Linked DNA regions of Mus musculus: all the other regions are linked to region 1. Evidence: chromatin contacts called from public ChIA-PET, Hi-C, HiChIP or PLAC-seq, Micro-C and promoter capture Hi-C data. All regions are on one chromosome and are shown on one strand. Each heading gives the region's core, a stretch centred on a gene start, on an enhancer-like site or on the middle of the called end of the contact. The rest is flanking DNA. Distances are from core to core; before and after follow the strand shown.

The links. Hi-C and Micro-C count contacts between places; a contact is called where the count stands out from the background. ChIA-PET counts read pairs in DNA pulled down with a chosen protein or histone mark. HiChIP or PLAC-seq counts read pairs in DNA pulled down with a chosen protein or histone mark. Capture Hi-C pulls out chosen DNA fragments and counts their contacts.
Region 2: an H3K4me3 HiChIP or PLAC-seq map of bone marrow-derived macrophages shows a contact between it and region 1, with 2.5 times the contacts expected there. The contact joins the enhancer-like site here to the promoter of Mtmr3 in region 1. A contact is called at or near these places in 7 of 39 promoter capture datasets (the 3T3-L1 cell line, the C10 cell line, cranial neural crest and 3 more), 1 of 15 datasets of contacts at CTCF or cohesin (the NIH/3T3 cell line), 8 of 484 Hi-C or Micro-C datasets (the N1E-115 cell line, Th1 cells, Th2 cells and 5 more), 11 of 115 datasets of contacts at active chromatin or transcription factors (CD8 T cells, the HPC-7 cell line, the SCID.adh cell line and 6 more) and 3 of 9 other capture datasets (adipose tissue, liver and pancreatic islet).
Region 3: an RNA polymerase II ChIA-PET map of memory CD8 T cells shows a contact between it and region 1, with 6 read pairs. The contact joins the enhancer-like site here to the promoter of Mtmr3 in region 1. A contact is called at or near these places in 1 of 39 promoter capture datasets (the C10 cell line), 1 of 484 Hi-C or Micro-C datasets (centroblasts), 2 of 115 datasets of contacts at active chromatin or transcription factors (embryonic stem cells and memory CD8 T cells) and 2 of 9 other capture datasets (adipose tissue and pancreatic islet).
Region 4: a contact with region 1 is called in a Hi-C map of CD4 T cells, with 2.8 times the contacts expected there. The contact joins the enhancer-like site here to the promoter of Mtmr3 in region 1. A contact is called at or near these places in 1 of 39 promoter capture datasets (the 3T3-L1 cell line), 2 of 15 datasets of contacts at CTCF or cohesin (CD8 T cells and the NIH/3T3 cell line), 4 of 484 Hi-C or Micro-C datasets (CD4 T cells, the N1E-115 cell line, Th1 cells and 1 more), 3 of 115 datasets of contacts at active chromatin or transcription factors (CD8 T cells, embryonic stem cells and memory CD8 T cells) and 3 of 9 other capture datasets (adipose tissue, embryonic stem cells and pancreatic islet).
Region 5: a promoter capture Hi-C map of adipose tissue shows a contact between it and region 1. The contact joins the promoter of Hormad2 here to the promoter of Mtmr3 in region 1. A contact is called at or near these places in 15 of 39 promoter capture datasets (the 3T3-L1 cell line, 3T3-L1-derived adipocytes, the HPC-7 cell line and 10 more), 2 of 15 datasets of contacts at CTCF or cohesin (CD8 T cells and the NIH/3T3 cell line), 5 of 484 Hi-C or Micro-C datasets (the Ba/F3 cell line, the N1E-115 cell line, Th1 cells and 2 more), 3 of 115 datasets of contacts at active chromatin or transcription factors (CD8 T cells, the HPC-7 cell line and embryonic stem cells) and 3 of 9 other capture datasets (adipose tissue, embryonic stem cells and pancreatic islet).
Region 6: a Micro-C map of embryonic stem cells shows a contact between it and region 1, with 3 times the contacts expected there. The contact joins the promoter of Cabp7 here to the promoter of Mtmr3 in region 1. A contact is called at or near these places in 6 of 39 promoter capture datasets (embryonic stem cells, hippocampal neurons, liver and 3 more), 3 of 484 Hi-C or Micro-C datasets (the HL-1 cell line, embryonic stem cells and nephron progenitors), 5 of 115 datasets of contacts at active chromatin or transcription factors (the HPC-7 cell line, embryonic stem cells and pancreatic cancer cells) and 3 of 9 other capture datasets (adipose tissue, embryonic stem cells and pancreatic islet).

What each region holds. Positions count from the first base shown.
Region 1 is chr11:4,593,224-4,596,909 of GRCm38.p6, forward strand. It overlaps Mtmr3 (myotubularin related protein 3), which reads right to left and starts at 1,567. Exons shown (of 19, transcript NM_001373897.1): 1 at 1,380-1,567.
Region 2 is chr11:4,824,725-4,828,410 of GRCm38.p6, forward strand. All of the region lies in intron 1 of Nf2 (neurofibromin 2), which reads right to left. Among named protein-coding and RNA genes, the nearest start is that of Nf2, 23 kb to the right of the region's middle. Within about 2 kb of position 1,642, at least 64 of the 459 cell types and tissues checked have an H3K27ac peak or open chromatin away from gene starts, as enhancers often do. A contact at or near this core is called in CD8 T cells, the NIH/3T3 cell line, Th1 cells and 2 more, where this site is marked.
Region 3 is chr11:4,783,220-4,786,905 of GRCm38.p6, forward strand. It overlaps Nf2 (neurofibromin 2), which reads right to left. Exons shown (of 17, transcript NM_001252250.1): 14 at 1,217-1,344. Among named protein-coding and RNA genes, the nearest start is that of Cabp7, 38 kb to the left of the region's middle. Within about 2 kb of position 1,627, at least 43 of the 459 cell types and tissues checked have an H3K27ac peak or open chromatin away from gene starts, as enhancers often do. A contact at or near this core is called in centroblasts and memory CD8 T cells, where this site is marked.
Region 4 is chr11:4,420,886-4,424,571 of GRCm38.p6, forward strand. It overlaps Hormad2 (HORMA domain containing 2), which reads right to left. Exons shown (of 11, transcript NM_029458.1): 5 at 3,386-3,422; 6 at 704-724. Among named protein-coding and RNA genes, the nearest start is that of Hormad2, 18 kb to the right of the region's middle. Within about 2 kb of position 1,811, at least 62 of the 459 cell types and tissues checked have an H3K27ac peak or open chromatin away from gene starts, as enhancers often do. A contact at or near this core is called in CD8 T cells and Th1 cells, where this site is marked.
Region 5 is chr11:4,439,020-4,442,705 of GRCm38.p6, forward strand. Hormad2 (HORMA domain containing 2) reads right to left here and starts at 2,063. Exons shown (of 11, transcript NM_029458.1): 1 at 1,858-2,063.
Region 6 is chr11:4,745,412-4,749,097 of GRCm38.p6, forward strand. Cabp7 (calcium binding protein 7) reads right to left here and starts at 1,768. Exons shown (of 5, transcript NM_138948.4): 1 at 1,208-1,768. The coding sequence starts at 1,316. It overlaps Gm35102 (a long non-coding RNA gene), which reads left to right and starts at 415. Exons shown (of 4, transcript XR_003949631.1): 1 at 415-1,167; 2 at 1,907-2,074; 3 at 2,361-2,413; 4 at 2,518-3,686.

The DNA of each region.
Region 1 (3,686 bases), core at 317-2,816:
GGAAACCTGAGCCAGATGGTTTAGAAGTAACTACAATGTTGGCATGTTAGAAAGCACCTTTAGGACCCCTCTGTGGGCCAGAAGCAGACTTCAGGCCTCACTTCCTTTATTTTCCTCTAGGTTTTTGGACATACGTTCAGCTATACAACATTTAATTTGATAAAATGTGTTCTGATGCCTTGTGAACAAATTCATTATGCTGCTCACAGTTACCTAAAAAGTAAAAATGGTAGGGGTGAAATATGTCTTCATAGGCAATCACTCTAACCTTCTAGAAGCTTCCAAATTTAGTTTAATAACATATTGCATAGTGTTTACCCACAACGGTGTCATTCTGTAAACTCTTCTACTCAGTCAAGCATGGAAAAGAAGTCTTTCACTGGCCATCAACGCATGTTATTTGGTTTCCAAGTAAAAAACACAGAAACATTGCAGAATCTCAAAGAAGGCCTCCTTCACATCCCCACAAACAAGATCATTTTGATACAGAACCATCTACCATTCAATCGTAACTTCTGACGGCTCACTGTTCACAAGAGGAACGAGGCTGAGCCTCCACTACAAGAACACATGCACTTTTAATACAAAAAAAAAAAAAAAAAAGACCCTAAATGTCAAAAAGCCAAGTGGATGTCAAGATAGTAAGAAGAATAAAAACGTAAACTTCATTCTGACAATGACTGAACATTAATATCTAACAGAAACCTGTGTGTAAAACTCACAAGTGAGATGATCTGACTCCTGGTGGCCTAACAGAGTGTGCAAACTCTACTTCCAATTTTTGAAATAAGTTTTCTGGCCCCAACAATACCATCTTGGGTCATGAAATGCAATACATCCAGTACAATTTCAACCCAAGAAATAATACTGATCTTTTGCAGAGCTACTTGAGCAGTGTTCCCCGAGCTCCTCCAACCACCCCTGGACCTTCGTTCCCCTTCAAGCACTACCAGGTCAGGAGGATGCCCTGCTGCAGTTAGGCTGAGGCCCGCACAGCTCGCCCGTGGTTTCCAACAGCACGACCTCCGGCCTCTCGCCACTAAGGACTCCCACGGTCTCGACCAGGGCCTCGGGCCACACGCTCACCTCCCGGAGGCCCGGGAGCGTTTTCCAGGGCGCCCCAGCCGCAGCTCCCAACACTCCGAGTGTTACCCACCGCCAGGTTCAGGATGGCCGCCGAGCTCGGCGACCCCGCCTCCCCCGACTCGCCCGACCGGGCCTCGGTGCTCCATTCTGAGAGCTTGCCCCGGGAGGCCGCGGCCAACCCAGCCCTCGGCCCGCCGCCGCCTCCCCGGCCGGTGACAGCCGCCGCACTCGGCCCAGGTCCGCCCCTCCTCCAGCACCTCCTCGCCACCAGAGCCGGAGGGTGGGCTTCTTACCAGGCGGCAGGACATGGCGAGGCCCGCCACCGCAGGGCCTCCTCCGCCACCCCAGGAGGCTGCCAGCCAGGGTCGGCGGGGGCCAGCGCCTGGGCCGCTGGAGCGTCTCCGCCGGCTGCTCCGCCGCCGCCGCCGCCGCTGCCGCCGCCGCCTTCTCACAACCACAACAACATGGCGGCAGCGGCCACACAGAGCGCGCTCCCGAGACCGATCGGAGCTGAGAGCGGGGGCGCGCGCGCACGCTCCGGCGCGCTGTCCGCTGTGGGATGGGGGGCGGGGGGGAAGACTGGCCGTCACGGGATGGGCGAGGGCGGGGCCTGGCTCGTTGGTCACGCCCCAGGATGTGGGCGGGGCTGCAAGTCACCAGACTGTGGCTGCAGAGAAGCGTCAGGAGGAAGAAAAGAAAAATGAGAAGTGAATAAATAAACCGTTACGAATTAAGAAAAAGAAAAACAAGGTTTAGAAAGATTTTTCAGGCTTCTTTTCCAACTTAATGGACCAAGACAGCACTTCAGCTTACTCTACTTTCTATTAAAACTAAGAACAGTAGTGATATTATATCCCCAGCAAGTATAGTCAATATAAAACTAACTTAATACCGTGCATGTAAATATAGTGTGCTATAAGTTATGCCCAGAATACAAGTTCAAACTGCCTCAACGCCAGCTCCTAATAAAAAAAACCTCAGTGCTCAAAGAAAAGCAAGGGGGAAAAGAATCCCTACTTTGACTGGCCTCCAGAAGAGCCCCATAGTCTAACACTGTAATACCTTATTTTAGGTCAGCAGTCCTCGGGGTCTCAAATATCCTGAACCTCAGATATTTACATTATGATTCATGGTAGTAGAAAATTACAGTTATAAATTAGCGAGGAAAGTAAGTTGGGAGTCAGCATACGTGAGGAACTATATTAAAGTCACAGCGTTTAAAGGTTGAGATCTACTGGCTTAGGTCCTAACAAATCCTCAAAGATATTTCACTTCCTTAGATGAATTTTAACATGACCTTGATTTTTTATCAGAAGACAAGTAAATGAAATTTATCCCTGTATTTGTTAAATTGTTTATCTCCCCCCCCCCATTATTTGTTTCTTTGTATTCAACATTATTGCCTCTCTGCCCCCACTGGAGTTTAAGAATAATTAGAAAAAAAGGATGCTGTCTTATTTGTCATTATGTCTCCAGAACCTAAAATTGCACAACACAATAGCCAGACAAATCTCCTAATTATGGAAGAGCAAGTGTTTATATTTATCTAGTTGAATCTTCATAAATGGTCAGGCCTATCTTTATTTTACAAACAAAAAAAAAGTAAAACCCAGAATAAGTTGAATTTAACTTAAACTTCAAACCCAGGCCCAGATAACAACACAAACTGTCCTATTACTCTCTGGGCTACCCACCACATCACAGAATCTCAAGGAAGGTCAAGGAAGGCACTACATCACAGATCAGTTAGCAAAGACTTCCCACCGCCCTCCAAGGACCTGTCTTCCTCCTCTTCAATGCAGCTGATTGTGTCTCCGTTTTCACCTTCACTAGAAAAGCACAGGCTAAATTGGAAGTACAATGATTGCACCTCTTGGGTCAAAAAAAAAAATCTTTTGGTAGTGATAGCAGTAAACTATACACTTTCATTTATAATCCACTGTCCTGGTTTCCCTTTGTGTATATTCTCATGGCCTTTGTGGGACAAGAAAAAAAAATAGAGCATCAAATAGATGGACAACAGGACACACAGAGTAGACAGACAGACTGCCAGCAGTGGGGAACCTGAACTGGAGCTAGCACTTCACTGCCAGGACAATCCCTGCTGGATGGCTGGACACTGATAAAGTGGCTCCAGGTAAACAACTCAGGCAACAGGAAATTCACACCTGCTCCACCAATCCCACAGCTCCCACAGTCCACATGGAAAGAGCACATGGATCAGCTTGTCGCTTGCCTCTCTGTTTATCAACAATAACAATTTGCTTTTTGATCTGGAGTGAGAAAGGAAATCTTTGACTGAATCCTCGACCAGTATTTAAAATGTTTGAAGAAATTTTACTGTACCCTTGAATTCATGGTGTGCACCGAATCTTTTAGCTTGCACCAAACCACTTCAGCCTTAGATGTAGATGAAACAAGAAGGCCAGAGTTTGAACTCAAGTGATCTGATGTTGAGGGACATCTGTGCACATCATACTTCCCTTCCTCTCCACTCCTGGAAGCCTGGAAGGCAGATATTAGGAAATTGTCTCTAAATACAAAAGAGCAAACTCTGCATGGCCTGGAAAACTCCCTTTGTAGGGGCTGAGGATACAGCG
Region 2 (3,686 bases), core at 392-2,891, 230 kb after region 1:
AAAAAAAAGGCAGTAGGAGAGAAATAGCCTGGGACTGGAAAGGAGGCAGCCCCAGAACAACATTTAAACAGGCTAGAAGGAGAAAAATTTAAAAAGGACACCTACCTTCATTTCCAGCGTGAACACCTGGTATCGCAGGGAAAAGAGAGAAGGAACACAGAAAAAGCAACACGTTTGGGGGAAAGAGATGAGCAACTGAGTTTTAGACAAGCTGCCTAAAGAAAGCAAGTACCCTGGTAGTATGTACCTTTAATCCCAGCTTGGAACGCCAAAGCAGGCAGATCTCTGAGTTCAAAACCAGCCTGGTCTAGATGGTAAGTTCCAAGTCAACCAAGTCTACCTTGTCTCAAAAACAAAACCAAAACCAAAACCCACAGCAAGCAAGGTAGAGATGCCTTAAAGACATTTAAGCTTCAAGCTCTCTGGGCTAGGAGCTGGCTCAGCTGCATGTGCCACAAAGCTAAAGACCCCAGTTCCTTCTCTGGGACAACAAGGTAGGTGTGATGGTTTGTATATGCTTGACCCAGGGAGTGAGAGTGTCACTATTGTTGGAGTAGGTGTGTCACTGTGGGCTTTATTACCCTCCTCCTAGCTGCCTGGAAGCCAGTCTTCTCCTAGTGGCCTCCAGATGAAGCTCAGAACCAGCTCCTCCTGCACCATGCCTGCCTGGACACTGCCATGCTCCTGCTTTGATGATACTGGACTGAACCTCTGAACCGTAAGCCAGGCCCAACTGAATGTCAGTATAAGAGCTGCCTTGGTCATGGCATCTGTTCACAACAGTAAAAGCCTAACTAAGACAGTAGAAGAGAGCTAATCCCACAACTAATCCTTTGATCTTCATATATGGGCTCCCACACAGACATAAAGTAAATAAATTTAAATTTTTTAAAAAATTAAAGCCGAGCAGTGGTGGCGCACACCTTTGATCCCAGCACTTGGGAGGCAGAGGCAGGTAGATTTCTGAGTTCAAGGCCAACCTGGTCTACAAATTAAGTCCCAGGACAGCCAGGGCTACACAGAGAAACCCTGTCTCGAAAAAGAAAAAAAAAAAATTTAAAAGACCTTCACTTATAAAACAAAACATTCTCAGATGAGACAGGAAGATTACTTAAGCCCAGGAGTTCAAGATAGTTCAGGGTAGTATAGTGGGACCTCATTCCAAAACAAAAGAAAATATTTTGTCTAGTAAGTTTTGTTTTGGTGTTTGTGTTTGTTTGTTTGTTTGTTTTGCCAGACATGTTGGGTTACACCTGGAATCCTAGCCCTTGAGAGGTCGAGGGAGGAAGTGAGCTTTGACTATACACAGAGACTCAAAAACAACAATAATAAAACAAAAAGACCTACAAGTTTTCTGTTTGGTTAATCTCCACCTATAAAAGGCATTGCTTTTCAACATGTTCTTTCTCAAATGTATAAGATCTCCTTTATCTTCCTTTTTTGAATTTCTGTTTCTGTACAAACAAGAACTGTTGGCCAGAGGTGGTCTAGAGAGTTGTCGAGTTGCTGTGGAAGAGATGCTTGGCCTTCTTGGTACAAATCGATTTGCCTGAGCATGATTATTTCCCTGTCTGGTACTGCACTATGCTGATGCTCAGATGACTCACTGTCATTGGAAGATCTCTGTAGACTGTAGGCATCTCTAACTAGGAATGGCATTAGTCATCATCCCCAGTGACCAATGGAGAGTACACAGAGTACACAAGACATCCTACAGCAGCATCTAATATGACTGACTAAGTGACATTAAAACTCAAGGCTCAGAGACTTAGATCATAGCTAGCCCATATATCCATCCCTTATCCAAACAGTGAACACACAGTGTGTCTAGGACAAACAGTGAACACACAGTGTGTCTAGGACAAACAGTGAGCACACAGTGTGTCCAGGACAGGGGTGCTTAAGGTACAGAGGATCGATGGTAACAAGGGACAAGTCTTCACATTTACAGTTTTGAGCAGAAGTCAGCCAAGAACAGATGATCATCACAGTGAGGTTTTCAACACTGAAACAATTGATATGACAGGGATACCCAGGGACTGTTGGGACTCCTAAGAAAGAAAACCCCCTTTTCACAGAAATGACATCTAGACTGACTCATGGTGGAAAAGAGAAGCCAAGAGCAAGATTGGGTTTGAAGAAGACAGCAAGAAAGGGTGTTACAGAGAGAACAGTTTCTACAAAGGTCTAGAACAAAAAGGGTTCTTAGGGGAAATGAAGTATTTTAGTTTTACTGGAAAATACTTCTGAACTTACAAAAGAACCAAAGTAATCCAGTGAAACGGTTTAAGGTAAAGGCACCCTGCCACCAAATTGATCACCTGAGTTTGACCCTCAGGACCAAGAGGAGGTCCTCAGGTGGCAAGAGGAAAGAGATTTCCTCTCAAGCCCAGGAGACTTGAGGGAAGTGGTCTTCACTAAGGAGACACACTGGCTAAGCTGGGTCTTGGGGTGGAAGGGGTTGACAAAAGGTTATGCCAGCCTGATGGCATGTGTCTGCACTTGGGACACACACACACACACACACACACACACACACACACAGATATGAAAAAAATGAGAACTGAACTACAGCTACACATACTGGCACACACCAACAATTGCAATCCTAGCACTCAAAAGCTGAAGCAGGAGGACTGAGTTCAATGTCAGCCTGAGTGCTATAGGATAGAACACAGACATACAGAAGGCAAGTTAAATCATTACACAAGTTGGATACCTCAAGATCTCAGGGCTTCTTTCTAGGAAACAGCCAAAAAGGTATAGATAAGTGACTAATCTGCACCAGTATTTATCTCAAGTGCTGTTGCTGTGTGACCTTGGGCAAGTTATTGAACTTCCTTATGCTTTTACAAGGAGAATAAGCAGAACCTGTCTTAACAGATTGATCTAAGGATTAAGTGCACTCATACATTGAAAAAAGACTAAGACAGTGCTGGGCCCAGAGCAAATAAACACTCAATAAGGGGTAGCTCTTCTTAATTCTCACTTTGCCTCCCTCCTTTGATTCTCAAGTGTGTGCTGCTTAAGGCCTCCCGGCCCCACTTCATACCACAGTGATGGATGACAGGTGGAAAAGGGCACCATCAATTCTCATTGAGCTAACCATACTATCACTCATTTGACAAACATTTATTGAGCACCCACTACATCCTAGTCTTTGTGCTCAGCACAGGAGATAAATGATGAATTCAAGACAAGACACAGTCCCTGTTCCTGTCTGACACGGAAGACAGGTAAATGAATAAGGAAAAACAAATCTGCTAAGTGCTAACAGAACAGGCTGTGCCCAGGAAACTTTAGGGAGGGGAGCTTCACTGAGGAGACACTGGCTGATCTAGGTCTTGTGGAGAAAGCTGACAAAAGGAAGGTCATGCCAGCTTGAAGGAACAGTGTGTCTGCACTTGGGTCCAAGCTGTTCCAAAGTAAAGGAATGTTCTCTGCACTTTTCTAGGGTATGACAAACAGCATGATTTCCAATCTGCAGCACTGAATGTTCAATGCAGGGCTGAATATGTAGCTTGGGCCTGGTACATGTGACAACTCTCATTCTGCACAACTGACCTGGGACCGGGCTGTGTCAGGACACTAGATCAAAGCAGAGATGCATATAACAATAGCACGAATAGAAGCCAAGATGAATGGGATGTGTCTCCTATTTATTTTCTTATTAAAATATTCCTAGC
Region 3 (3,686 bases), core at 377-2,876, 190 kb after region 1:
ACAGTAAGAAAATACAAACTATAAAAAACCAAGACCCAGAACAGGATGTGGTCTTATGCTGATCACAACCACATAAACATGCACATCTGGCCAATGAGGAGCTCAGACGGACAGTCGGAGCAATAGCTCAGGATCGTCAGCTTCTTAGCTGTTGTCAGTATGAGGGGTCAAAGGAGGTTAGCCTGGCTCAGTGGTTCAGGCTGGTCTCCAGAGTAAGGGGTTTCAATCCTGGTCCTGCTTCTCATCAGCTATGTGGTGCTGGATGAACTCATCAAACTAAGTCTATTTTCCTTTATATAACTGCAACACTAAAATGTTTTTTGGAGTCTGGGCCTCATAGCAGTCCCGGCCAGATGTGAATCTGCTACGTAGCTGAAGATAATCTTGAAATTCTGATCCTCCTACCTGTATTTCTTGAGTACTAAGATTACCGGTGTATACAACCATGCCTGACTTACACTATGTTAGAGGTGGATGTTAGACAAGCACTCTATGAACTAAGCTATATTCCCAGTCCCTAAAACCTGCTTTTGATTCCAGTGGGATGTTTGTTAATTCGTGTGAATGAGACAAACACCAAAAAGCTACATGGAGACACAGGTGTCAATCCATGGCATCACTGTGATCTCTGCCAGCTGTAGCACTATTCTTCACTCCTGGCTCAAGAAATGAGAATGATCTTACTTAAGATTTCGTCCACAACGGGACTCCTCCTGTCCATCTCTGCTCCACTTCTGCTGCCCACAAAGGGAAGGGAGAGCATGTGACGGAAGTGCCTGTGATCTGGCTGGGCTCGGGGTCACCAGCATAGGGTTACTCGTCTCCCCTGGCCTCCTCCGGCTTTGCTCAGCCTAGGAATTTTTTTTTCTTTTACCTTCATTCTAGAACCACTGCTAAAGAAAACTGTATTTTACTATGCGAACAACAGTCTTAACTTGGGACTCAATACAAGCCAGTCCTATTTTTCAGACAAGGTATAAAACATAAATTTCAGGATACCATCTTAATCAAGTGTTAGTTTTATCCTGGGACCCTGACTGTTGTCTTGATCTGTTGTCTTTAATTTTTAATAATTAGAAACTTTGTTCTCCAGTGGGTGACAACAAAGCAAACCTTTGCAGGGGTAATGACTGGCTGCTGTTGTGACCTGTGACTCTAGGCCAGATCCACTCACTCATGCTCACGACTGACCCAGCAGGCCACAGAGGGTACATACTTTTCTTTCTCTATCTCCATGGAAAGTCGCTTCATGTCCGTATCCTTGAAGTCAAATGACAAGCTGTCAGCAATAATGTCGAAGCTCGGTATGTCAGGAGGCAGTGGTGGTGGAATTGGGTTCATGGGCTGTCAGTGAGAAAGCTCCTGTTAAGATGCTTAAATTACACAGGACAGAGACCTCTACAGTCAATACTGCCAGGTAAGTGGTCCCAAAGCAACCACAATCAGACAAGTCACCCTTCTCTCCTCAAACCTCATCATTTCTACGGTTCCTTGAATCAAACGCAAACTTTCACTCAGCTTCTCATTTAGGAAGCTCATTTAGGCACTGGGCTAGGAGTTGAGACACAGGAAGGAAGACAGGCTTCCTGGCTCTAAGCAGATCAAAGTCTTGTTCAGGAAGCAGATGTATTTGCAAATCCTCATAGTTAAGTAAGATGAACATGAGCCAGAGGAGGGACAGGGCGTATGAGGTTAGAGGGATCTGCCAGGGTACAGCTTCCTTGGGGATCAGTGAATGAGCCAAAGGAGAAAGGTGCCAGGCAAGAGGCATGCTGGTAGGCAGGGCAGACAGGATCCATCCAAAGCACTGGGCATCTCAAGTACCCTGTGGGGTGACTGGTAAGAGACTGGCTTCGGGTCACAAAGGCTTTGCTCGTATGGAAGGGGCTTAGATTCCAAAGACAGAGCCAGAAGAGTGCTTGAAAGGGGAAACCAGCTGACTTGTTTTCAGGATCTTTTCACTCCAGAACAGAAGGTCACCTAACCTACAGTCCCTACCTACCTCTCTAGTGTCCCTCATTATTTGTCCTGCTAAATCATAAACAGTACTACGTATTATCCCACACTTAGCATGTGTCCTTTCTTTCCCTCCCTGCCACTCCTTCTCTCTCTTCCTCCTTCCCTGTCATTTTCTGTGACATTAGGGATGTGCCACATGGCCAGAGCTGGTCTCAAACTGGTGAGCCTTCTGTGGTAGCTTTCTGAGTGCTAGCACTGCAGGTATGGGTCATAGCAGCCCAGCAAGGTCTCCATTCCCCTTTCAAAGTTCTCAATTCTTCCAGTCTCTCAGCAAAGCCCTTCGAGCCCTCTCACCTTCTACCCTGACAAAACAGCTGCTCATTCCCTTTGCAGTTCTCTGTCATGATGTGCATACTGCTGCCCCGCCCTTTCCTCAGCTCCACACTGCAGAGATTCCTCATGGGTATGTCTTTTTTCCTCCTAGGATCTTTTACTGAGTCTGGGACAATGTTTGGAAAGGAACAGAACCTCTCAGCCTTTATTTATGGCAGTGAGGTCTAAGGTAGGATGTATGGAGTCTGTCAAGTGTGCCCCTGAGCAGGATATCTAGGTCCTACATACACTGTTTTCAGGGCTGAATTCTGGGTAAATGAGAGAGTCTGCTCTGTTGACACTTCATCAAGCTGGACAGTTATAATCTAGGCAGGTCTATTTACCTTATACTTCAGAAATATTCTCAGAGCTGGGCAGTGGTGGCACACACCTTTAATCCCAGCACTTGGGAGGCAGAGGCAGGCGGATTTCTGAGTTCGAGGCTAGCCTGGTCTACAGAGTGAGTTCCAGGACAGCCAGGGCTACACAGAGAAACCTTGTTTCAAAAACCAAAAAAAAAAAACAAAAAAAAAAACCAAAAAGCGCAGAAAAATTCTCAGAAAGGAAGAACACTAGCCGTTACCCTTTTAGTGAGAGCAGAAACTGACACACCCTCTTTGGCAGGTGGCACAACTGAGTATCTGACCTTACAGGTCTAGGAAAACTGTCACGTCTGTGTGCAAAAATTTGTTGTTCAGTGCAGTTGTGTTCAAAACTGCTATAGGAAATACACTAAGTCCTCACCTATAGGGCCTGGCTGGCTGAGTCACAACCCACCCATTGACATGATATGATTAAGGAACTAGAGTGTGCTCCTCTGGAGAGACAGTGCTAAGGGAAAGTGCAAAAAGAAGAGCACTTTGAAAGTCTGCTCTAATGGCTGTTTGTTTTAGACACAGGTAATTCAGGTATATAGTCCAGGTGAGTGCTCAGACTGCCACAGTCCCAGCTGTCACCTGACTGTGACCATCTGATCTTGAGAGAAGACATGTGCCTTTAATACACTATGCCCAAGAGACAAATAATGGTGTTTGGGGTTATCTGTTGCCCAGGAATAAATAACAAGGACACATGGCAATAGCAAACCACTCACATTCCCCCAATTCAAACCCTGGGCTCTTATGCCTCTGTGTCCTGAATGCACCTGTGCCACATGTGAGTGTTCCAAGTGTACAAGTGTACAGTGTGCTCGTCATGTACACAACTACTCAGGGTGTGTGCAGCCTATGTGTGAATGGGTTATGTGTCTGTGCTGTGAATACACTCTGTCTTTGCCCAGAGTGTTCTAGCCTCTCTTCCCTGCCCGGCAGGGAACGCTGCTCTTCTGCAGAAGTCAGTCATGCCAAGCCTTTCCT
Region 4 (3,686 bases), core at 561-3,060, 170 kb before region 1:
ATTTTACTAAAAACTCGGAATCTTTACAACTTTCTATGAACACTAAATATAAGGAAGTTTATAACTGATGCATAGTATTTTTGATTAATATGACTGAACTACAAGTAAATTCATTTGTTTGTTTGTTTGTTTGTTTGTTTGTTTGTTTCAAGACAGGGTTTCTCTGTGTAGCCCTGGCTGTCCTGGAACTCACTCTGTAGACCAGGCTGGCCTCGAACTCAGAAATCCGCCTGCCTCTGCCTCCCAAGTGCTGGGATTAAAGGCGTGTGCCACCACTGCCCAGCTGTACAAATAAATTCTTAACTTGTTATGTCATAAATATTTAAATAATTAATATGTTTTATCAATGGTATCTCAATTTTCTACAATCATTTTATACCTATGGGTATATAAAACTTCAAAAAAAAAGTCCACAAAACTTTCAAACAAAAGACTTTGGATCTGTTACATATCTAAAAATATATTTAAATCCTAAGCATTAATATGATATATTCTCTCATATGATATGTTCTCTCATATAATAATATATATGTCAAAGAAATATACTGAACATTTATAATATCTTAAGTTCTGATATATCCAATTTTGAAATGCTAAAATGTCATAAATCTCACGAGGGGAAGCGGGAAAGATGCCTGTTTAATGCTGTACTTGCCAAAAGTTCATGCAGAGACAGAGACTTGGCCTTTAAGTTTGTACTTACTGTTAATACTGCCATGTGTAGCTTCAAGAGAAAAGAAAACTCTGTTATTATATGTTTGTACTATAGTATTGACAATTCTGATGAAGACTAATTCAAATATTACTTCAGAGAGAAAATATTCAGAAGGTCAGAAAAAGGAACTAATTCACCCATTCAAACAATTTCTATTACAAACACTGGCTTTACTGGGACAAAAGAAGGATTATCAAAAAAAAGTTTCTTATTTTCTAATTCGGGAACCAAAAGATATGCAAAACAATCCATTATTGTTCAAAATTAAATGTACCACAAGAATCCCTAATAAGTACTCCTTTTAAAATTTACCAAGCAAGGTAAACAACTTAGAAACTCTGATGTGTCTCACAAACTCGTGCCTTTCTCTATACATCACAAAACTACAAAGACATTCTCTCAGCTTTAAAGAATATTGAATATACAGACATAAATAGAATCAACACTATGATAAATTCTTAAATATAAAACGTGAGGACCATAATTCTGTAGCAGTTGACTAAAACTTTAGTGCCACCTTGTGGCTATTTTAGCATATAACTGATTTTTTTTTTCTTCTTTATAACTGATTTTTATGACCACACAGTAAAACTATTAATAGTTTATTGTCACATTAAAAGAAGAAAGAATATGGCTAGCCGCTGATCTCAAGATGCATGCCGACTAGAAAGGGGAACTAACAGTAAGAAAATCACATGGCCACACTGTTATACTCAGGGTCTGCTGTGAAGAAACAACACAAAGTGTTAGGGGAACCCTCAAATGAGGGACAATTTTAGCGGCAGGACAAGATGGAGCTAGGCAGGCCATGCATAGGGTCTGGACAGACCTTTTTGAGCAAGAGGAACAGTATGTGGAAGATACTGGCATCCTAGAGAGTCTTCGTGTAGCCTGAGCATGGGAGTGAGGGAGGGTGTCTTAGAAAATCAATAGGGACATTCAGGCCTGCTCGATCGTGCAAACAGCTTTGAACACTTTTTTAAATTCCTGGGAAATTTTTAGGCATAAAGGATAACATGATCAGAGTTCAGTTTCTGAAAGAATGTAGTGTGGTTCACGAGCAGGAATTGTGAGAGATGAGAGGGGCAATAGGGGAAGTACCCAGAATTTCATAACTAGTAAGACCATGTTCTTCAACAGGACATCTTCCAAGGGCACTTGCTACTTGAAACCTGGTTTTACTTGAACTACTCTTTGTTTCTTTGGGTTTTCTTGAGACAGGGTTTCTATATAACAGTCCTGGTAGTCCTGGAACTCACTCAGTAGGTCCCACTGGCCTGAAACTCACAGAGACCTGCCTCTACTTCCTGAGTGCTGAGTTTAAAGGCTTGCGTCACCAGTGACCTGCTTTTTTATTCCTCTTCCTCCTCTTCCTCTTCCCCCACTCCTTTCTTCTTTGTAAGAAACAGGGTCTTGTCACCGCGTGGATGGCCTTGATCAGGACTGTTAGCTGAGATCTCTGGAGTGAAAGAGGGTCTTGTCACGCGTGGACGGCCTTGATCAGGTTAGCTGAGATCTCTGGAGCTGCCCTTCTGAAGGATTCAGAGTTTTTGCATAACTTAGTCCCAAGACATACCTGGCGAACCAGGAAATCTCCTGACTGAACTGCTTAGGTAATCGGCCTTCACACAACTCCTACATCAGATAAGAGGTTTTGCTATGCGGAAATTGTCTTGCTAAAAGTGCCTTTTTTGTGTAACAATAAAGAACTTATGAAAAGTTCCTAGGTGTTCAGTACTTCCGAGGCTAATCCATCCCGCTGCGCTGCCGAGAAGCCAAATTCATCCTGCAATGTCTCTTTCTCAACCCAGACCCCAGACAACCAATAATTTAGCAACAGGTACAGCTGAACCAGTAGATAACTAGCAATCATTAGCCCTCATATGAGCAACACTCACCTCCTGCCATGTCTCTAAGCCCTTCCCTGATCTGTCTTATCTTTGTATCCCTCTGTCCCCTGGGTCAAAATGGAATGAATGTGAGTAACTGTTCACCCAAGGTGGGAAGGAGTGAGGGACTCCGTGACTACATTACTGACACAATGGCAAGCCTCTTCACTGCAGCTTAACGTGGAGCTGACGAGTGAAGACTTGGGGGAATGGAGCAAGCATAGGAGCAGGGGTTTCATTCAGGTGCATCGCATCTCTTCAGCCAGACCTTGAGCCTTCATTCTTCACATTCTTCATTCGTGTCTACTGAAGCATGAGAGAGCATACGCACTTAAAATCTGGGCTGTGTCTTTTAAAAGTTCAAAGTTATACACAGGAGTTATAATTAACAAAATAAAATAGAGTAAAACTTCATTATTTAACTATTTCTTCTTTTCCATCTGCAAACCGAGTCACCGCTATTTAGAACATGTTCAACGTGCTAACTACCAGATTCTTGTCTTCCTTAACCCACATCCTGTGGATCTTGTCCAGTGACTTCAGAGGAAATTCTGTGGTTAAAAAAGATATGCGTATATAAAAAGGAAAACGAAGCTTTCGTTTCTATTTGTTGTAAGGGAGACAACAGTGAGGCGACACAGACAAAATAAAAGAAAATCGACTAACAAATAAAAAAGCAAGCACTGCTATACTGTTAAACACTACAAAATAAAATGTCTAAACTTTTTTAAGGAGTAAAGATGAGTCTTTAATTTGGAGGTAAATTTTCAAAAATTCTTACGTATCTCTTTTCCAAAGCATCAAAACAACCTTGAATCCTGTCAAGAAATAATATCCAATGTCACTTTAGCCCATATGAACAGCCAAAAAAATAAATCCAAGTATGTAATTAGTTTGCACTTCTATTTTGCAGTATATAAATTAACAATCATTCTGCCCGTTCTGTTTAACCACCTTTTAAAACCCCAAGCCATTCCCATATATCTATAGAATATTATAAATAACACACAGCTCTGAAGCACAGAAGTGTTCTCTCTCTTCCCAGCACAGAATGGTAGTAAACACAAAGGTATATAGTGAAT
Region 5 (3,686 bases), core at 813-3,312, 150 kb before region 1:
TTAGCTGTCTTCAGATGCACCAGAAGATGGCGTCAGATCTCATTATGGATGGTTGTGAGCCACCATGTGGTTGCTGGGATTTAAACTCAGGACCTCCGGAAGAGCAGTTGGTGCTCTTAACCGCTGAGCCATCTCTCCAGCCCTCCCCTGATATTTCTTATGCACCAGTCATTTGTACAGCTTTACTTTCTCTTAGCAATATTCTTCTGGTCTGAAACATCCTCTTCTACTTCAAATTACTATCTCCTGGACATGGTTTAGTTTTTCAAGAAACAATGCCCCGATTTCTACTACCACCTCTGCCAAGCTCAAGTTATGTCCTCATTGCAATACATAGTATATTATATCTATTTTGTGTATGTGACTACTTATTGTGAATTAAATTAAGAGTAAAATTATATCTGTTGAGCTTGGTATTTTTGAAGGTTTGTTTGTATGTTTGTTTGTTTTTTTAAGTGCTCCAGCTTCAATGAGAGTTCCTGTCTTTAAAAAAAAAAAAAAAGGGTAAAGGAGCTGGGGAGATGGCTCAGTGGTTAAGAGCACAGACTGATCTTCCAGAGGATACAGGTTCAATTCCCAGCACCCACCTGCAGCTCACAACTGCCTGCAACACCAGACCCAGTAAAGTTGATGCCCTCTTCGGCCCTCAGTAGGCACTAGGCCCCCACATACATAAAGCAAAACACCTATACAAGTTAAAAAATAATAATACAAATAAAAACCATTTTTTAACACTAAGCAAGCAAAGAAGGTAATAGACACTAACATCTGACCTCCAAATGCACACGAATTTCCAGGTGTATGAAAACACAGATGTGCACAGAGAGAAGTAAAATGCTCTGGGCTATATGGCGAGCACCTTTGGGGTGGTACTCAGGAGGGAGGGGCAGGTAATCTCTGAGTTGGAGGCCTGGACAGCAGGGCTACACAAAGACCTGACTCAAACCGGATTTAATAAACGCCTTTAATACCAGCACTCGGGAGGCAGAGGCAGGCGGTCTACAAAGTGAGTTCCAGGACAGCCAGGGCTATACAGAGAAACCCTGTCTCAAAACAACAACAACAACAAATACAAAAACAAACAAACAAACAGACCTGACTCAAAAAGCAAAAACAAAAAAACACGAACAAAAACCATCAAATTTTAATAAAAAAATTGAAGATCAGCAAGAGAATTTGGTTTGCCCAAGTCCTCCCTGTTAAACCTTTTGCTGAGCGTACGTCAATAAATTATTAGCCACCATTTTCACAAATTCCATTTGTCCCTGATAATTCTGCTACTTCATGCTTGCTCGGACTAAGCGGTTCCTACTGTATTAATTAGGTATTTGTTCACGCTCTTTGGTTTTTAAAAATATATTTCTCATGCTAGTTCCATTAATCCATATATTCAACGTTTACTGTGCAATTTGCACTGTTCCAGGTAAAACACGGGATTACAAAAAGTTAAATATGGTCTTTGCCTCAAGAAATGAATGGTCTGATGAAGGAGAAATTAGGCTATCGTCCTAATAAAATCTACCACCTTTTAGGGGCAAGAACCACGCTTACACTTTGCTTTCACTAGGTGAGCAGATAACGTACTACACGGCCCATTCATGCTCCTATCATGTATATGTGCATCTAAATCAGGTTTCCACACACTAGGGAAACCTGACTATGTGTCGTTCTGGGTCTGGCTTATTTCACTTAATTTAGTGATCTCCAGTTCCAACTTTTAAAAAAGGCCTAAATCATTCAGCTATTAAAATGATGGAAATTCAAGGTCTACCAGTTCATTCCTCGCCACCGCATCGCCACCAGCTCTTTGTTTAACGTGTGAAGTTTTTCACCGTCCAGAGTAGGCAACCATGATACCTGAAGCTTCCGGTCCTCGTTGGCCCTCCGCCACGATTACACGATTACACTTCTCCTCAGAGGGCTGGCGAGTTCCACAGATGAACCCAGTCAATTAAAAAGAACAGAGAAGTGTGAACTTGAAGACCCCAGAACCCACCCGAACGCCTTCCTCCGGAGACCCCGCGTGTGAACACGCGGCGAGGCCTTCCCCTCGGCCTTTACCTCAGCAGAGGCCAACGGCTTTTCCTGGCAAAGCCCACCCCTCGGCTTTACGACTTTCCGGCCAGGGCCACAGGAGTCTCCTCATGCCTAAGTCTAAGGTTGGCCCCTCAGCAGGCCTTGCTCTACCTCATGAATATGCAAAATAGGGCAGCAGGCAGCCTACCCACCCGGGCTGTGGGCGGAGCCTGCGTTCCCTTGGTGTGGGGAGCTCCTGGAGCCTTCGAGGACTGCGGACTGTGAGGGGACGCCCACTTGGATCACCTACATAACCAGAACTGAGGAGAGGCAGGGCATGGCTGATGGGAACAGTACACCTGATGGGGGTTCTCCAAGATCTGAGGCTGGAGCCTGGGAGGGCCTGGACTCAAACAGAGCGCTTTGCAGTCCTGGGGGCTTTGCAAGTCTCTTTCCTAGACTTGGACCCCACTGTAATCTTCTACTGTAGTGTTTAATTATGCGGCTAAAACTTGCCTATATTAACCTTTCTTTGTGCTTCACCTATCTTAGCCCCACCCCCATCCCCATCCCCGCCTTTCTCGTGTGTGTGTGTGTGTGTGTGTGTGTGTGTGTGTGTGTGTGTACACTAGGGAGCAAGAGGGAGACATAGCCAGAAGCAGAGACACCTAGGAGAGTCCAGAGTGGTCATGATGACCCTGAGCCATGTGAGGAGAGGGAGCAAGGTATGAGAAAGAGGAGAAGGGGAACCGGGTGCAATGACCAGGAGGCAATAAAAGGGGGGGGGGTAACCAAAATGGTTGGATTATATAGGGAAGTGCACCCCAGCCCGTAGGTGGAGAGTTCAGGGTAGGGACAAGGTTTGCCAGACAGAAAGGCCCTGGTTGGACTGAGAGATGCTTGGGAGAACCTGGTGGCCATGTCTGCTTTAATATGTTAAATAGGCACCTCAGCCATTTGTCTGGGTTTGAGACCTAACATAAACCACAATCCAGGTAAAAATAGTTTAGATTTTTTCAACCTTTGCCATAGTTAGTGCCCCTCCCTCCAATCTTCACAATCAAAATGGTTTCTAGACTGCCAGCAGTCCCTCCTTCCAACTAGGTTCTGCTTGGATCCTGTACTTTCCAGAAGTAACTTTTTATTTGGTTTTAAAGGTCCATTCCAAGTCTCAGAATTAACTTTCCTGGTTGGACCCTCAGACTCCCCTCTATACTGCCTGTCTGTCTTTGTTTTCCTTTGCTGTAGTAAAGACATCATGACCAAAAGTAACTTGGAGGGAGAAAGGGCATATTTTATCATCCAGCTTACACAGCATCTTGAAGAGAGGTCAGAAACTCAAGCAGGACAGAAACCTAGAGGCAGGATCTGCAGGAGAGGCCACAGAAGAACGTTCCTTACTGCCTTGCTTCCTCAGGCCTGCTCAGCCTGCTTTCTTACACAACACAGGACAGCCCACAGAGGGCTGAGCCCTCCCACATCAGTCAAGAAAATGTCCCCACAGACTTGCTCACAGGCCAATCTAATGGAGGCAATCTCTAACTGAAGTTCCCTCTTCCCCAATGACCCTGGCTTCTGTCCATTTGACCAGTACATGCATGCATGCCTGTGTGCCTGCAGACACATGTGCACACACTAACCTAATTATCATATGCTTTGCAGTCTGAGCT
Region 6 (3,686 bases), core at 518-3,017, 150 kb after region 1:
TCATGGGGGGTGTGGGAAGTGGGTGTCTGGTGGACTGTGGTGCAGTGAGCATGGCAGTTGCACCCTTTCTCTCTCTCTCCACTGTCTACTCGCCCAAAATTTGCCCCAGACCAGGCCTGGGCTGAGGACAGACTTCCCGAATGGCTTCCCCTGGGCTCCCACTAGTATCCTTTCCTATGTTGGTCACTCCAACTCACTCCTATGAGCCCAAGTGGGACCCCAAAGCTGAGACCCCTTGACTACAGAGACCGGAGACAGGCCCATCATCTGGGTAATCTCAACCCCTCCCCCAGCAGCCGACAAACACCCTAAGGGACCAAGACTCCCATCAGCTCAGAGTCTCCGACTCCACTCCATATGGGGCCTCAAGAGGCCTGGGGGGAGGGGAATCTTGAGCACACCCCCGCCCCCAATCTCAGCAGAGAAAAAGCTAGGAAGGCCCCAGGGGTCTCACTGCGCCCCAGGACACTCAATCCAGGAACCCCAGCCTCGGCCTGCTGCTCTGATCTTCAATAGCCAACTGCCTGCGTGCGGTCCCTATTCCCGAAAGGCACGGGGACTAGGGTCGGGGGGAGGTTTAGGTTCCGGCCTCTGCCTTTCCTTCCAGGCTTTTGCTATCGCGACCGAGCCTCCCAATCCGGCCACTTGTTGTCGCCAACGCCTCCCAGCTGCCTCGGCAGCGCACGGGTGGGGGGTCCCTCGCAGGGCCGCAGAAGGGGATGGGGGTAGCCCTGCACCCAGCAAGAGCGGGGCAGTCGCCCTCTCTCCCCTTCTCCCACTGCCGGAGCAGATTGGATTCTCAACGCGACACGAGCGGAATGTCAATAGGAGCGCAGAGCCACGGGCGGGCGCCGCGGAAGGGATCAGGATGCGGACGCTCCGGTGGCGGGCGCGGGGGGCAACAGCTCGGACTCTCCACTTCAGCCCCCGCCGCCTTGCCGCACCGTCACCGCCGGCCACGCGGCCCAGTGACCCCGCTGCGGGGCCCCGCAAGTTTCCGCAGCGCTGGGGGCCACGCGGGCAGGGGCCGGGCTGCTCCTGCGCCGCGGCGACCCCCACCGCGGCGCCCGGGGCCACCCGGCCGTCCCGCCTCCCGCGTAGCCGCTCATCCGAGTCGCGCAGCAGGGTCCCGGGCTCCCCGGGCCAGCGCGGCACCAGGGCGCACAGGTAGGAGGGCTCGTGGCAGGGGTCCCGGCAGGGCACTCACCCTCTAGCTCGTCCTCAGGGATATCCACCGGGCGCTGCTCCGACAGCAGGTTGGGCACGGTGTAGATGCCCCGGTACATCAACGCCGCCGTCACCGGGTGGAACGGCATCTTGGAGGCTCCGCGCCCGCCCGCCCGCCGCAAACTTTGAGGCCGGGGCTCATGGGCCGCCGGCGGCCCCGGGGGCGGCTGGAGCGGGCGGTGCGCGCGGTGCGGCGCGCAGTGGCGGCGGCGAGGCAATGGGCACCCGTCCGGGACCTAGCGCCCCTGCGCCCCGGGCTGTCGGGCCATGCCGCCGGCTCCTTCGTTGGGATCCCGGCCGGGGGCTCGCAGGGATGGCGGGGGCGGCGCCGCTCCGGCCTCTTGGCTCGGACCGCTGCGCGCTGCGCTCCCTCCGCGCGCTCCGCGTTGCTCGCCGCCCGCTCGTCCGCTCGCTGGTGCGGCTGCCCGACCCGCCGCTCCGGCTCCCGCCGCTGCCGCCACCGCCGCCGCCGCCACCGCCGCCGCCGCCACCGCCGCCGCCGCCGCCGCCTGCACTCCTCACTCGCTCGCTCGCTTGCTCTGTGCGGCGCTCGCCGCGCTCCCGCCTCCCCCGCCCGCCCCTCCCGCCCCCGCCCCTTCCCGCTGCCGGCCCCTGAGCGGCCACCCCAAGCCCTCCCGGGCGCCTTCTCTGGTTCTCCCCGACTCTGCTTTTCCCCCAGTCTGCTTCGGATTGCTGTCTCCCGCACCCCACGTTAGCAGCCAGCAGGACCCGGGTGGTGTGGACCAGGGGTGGAGCCGTTCCTTGTACCCCCTATCCCACCTGCCTCCACTAACCCTCCCCCAGCGAGAGCGGAGAGCTGAGAACTAACGACTAGAGACCCAGAAAGGTGAGGTTGCTCCAGGCGCGAGGGTCCTCAGGACCAGTAATCCTCAAGTTGGTGCCAGGAGAGGCTCCAAGGTGGGGAAACTGAGGCTTAGAAAAGGACATTGGCCAAGGTCACCAGGCAGGGCCAGCAGGCAGAGGCCAAGCACAGATCTGCAGGAGACTCCGCTGGCCTGTGGCTGACACCAGCAGTTGACTTGATCCCACAAAGGGCTGTTGTCCTGGCTCCTTCCTGAGCCCTTGCCTCTCAGTTTGCAGAGCAGGAGCCAAGGTCTGTCTCATGTCCCCAGGGGCCATGAGGAGGAGGCAGACGACCCAGAGCCTGTTGGTCACATGGCTGCAGGTTAGACCTTCCTCCGGTCCTTAGCATGTGTTCTATGGGGGTGGGGGTAGGTGTCTGGAGGGGGGGGCAGCATGTGCATGCGTTTCTCTTCATCTTTCGTTCAGGACACTGTGAAGATACGTTTTCAAACCCACTTGCAGATGAGAGTGTTTGAACTGTGCACGGCCACCTACATGTGAGCTGTGAGCTGGCAGCGAAGGGCAGAAGCCCGGAAGCAGGTGTGGGCAGGTGCGAAGGCCCTTGGGCTGGGAGTGCTATGCGTATCCGAGCACAGATGTGTGTGTCTCCGTGTACAATTATGGGATCTGGTGAGCCCCTGGCCTGGGTGGGCCTCAGCTGGCCTCAGTCTCATTCCTGGAACCCTCATCTGAACTATCTCCCTGCCCCCTTGGGTCCAATCAGCCAAAGGCCCCAGCAGGAAAGCTGATTGCCACAGCCTGGCCATGCCCTTCCCTGGCTGATTACATTTTTCTGCTTGTTTCTGCTTTTGTCGCTGATTAATCATAGCCCTGTCTTGGCGCCGGGAGAGAGGGGCTCAGTGAGAGACAACACCCCCAGCCACCCTGGGCCAAGGCAGGCCTGAACCTTTAGGACTTGTCTAGGGCTCTGGGTTTCTCATAGGCATGTGAAACCTGTAGAGAAGCCAGACAAACCCTGGCTCCCATCTGAATGTCTGTTCCAGGCTTCTGGCCAGTTGCTATCTATTCAGACCTATAGTTGGAGTCGTAAGAGCCCCTGAGAAGCACCCATCCCCAAAGCTCTTCTTGCGCACTTGAGCATCCATCAGGTCAGCTGGGTGCTTATGCTCCTTTAAGATTTCTGATAGAACAGAGCTGTGACGCAGGAAGAACTAGCCGCCAACCCAGCGAGCCCTGGGCTCTTGCATCTACCACCTTGTTTCAATGGGACCTTAGCCATACCCCTTAACCTCTCAGGGCCTCTATGTTATTTCCTGGGCAGAGGTGAGGATGAAGCGACTTAACATGGAAGGTGCCTGATGATGCGCCCTGAATCTCTTGGGAGTTTCCCATTAGTATGGGAATTCTTCCATGGGAATAAGAACAGTCACTGGGGGGTGTTGTAGGGGTGATCTGCAAGCACCTTACTTGCTAAGCCTTTCCAGACAGTTTGCTATTGGGCTAAGGGAGAGAGCTGGAGTCTGCTATCAGACTGGCAGGAAACACTCTCTCTTGGAGCGTTCTTGGGAGGCTTCCCTGAAGCCTAGCTGCCCAGCCAGGGAAATCTCAAAAGAAGGGGCAAAAAGAAATCAAGA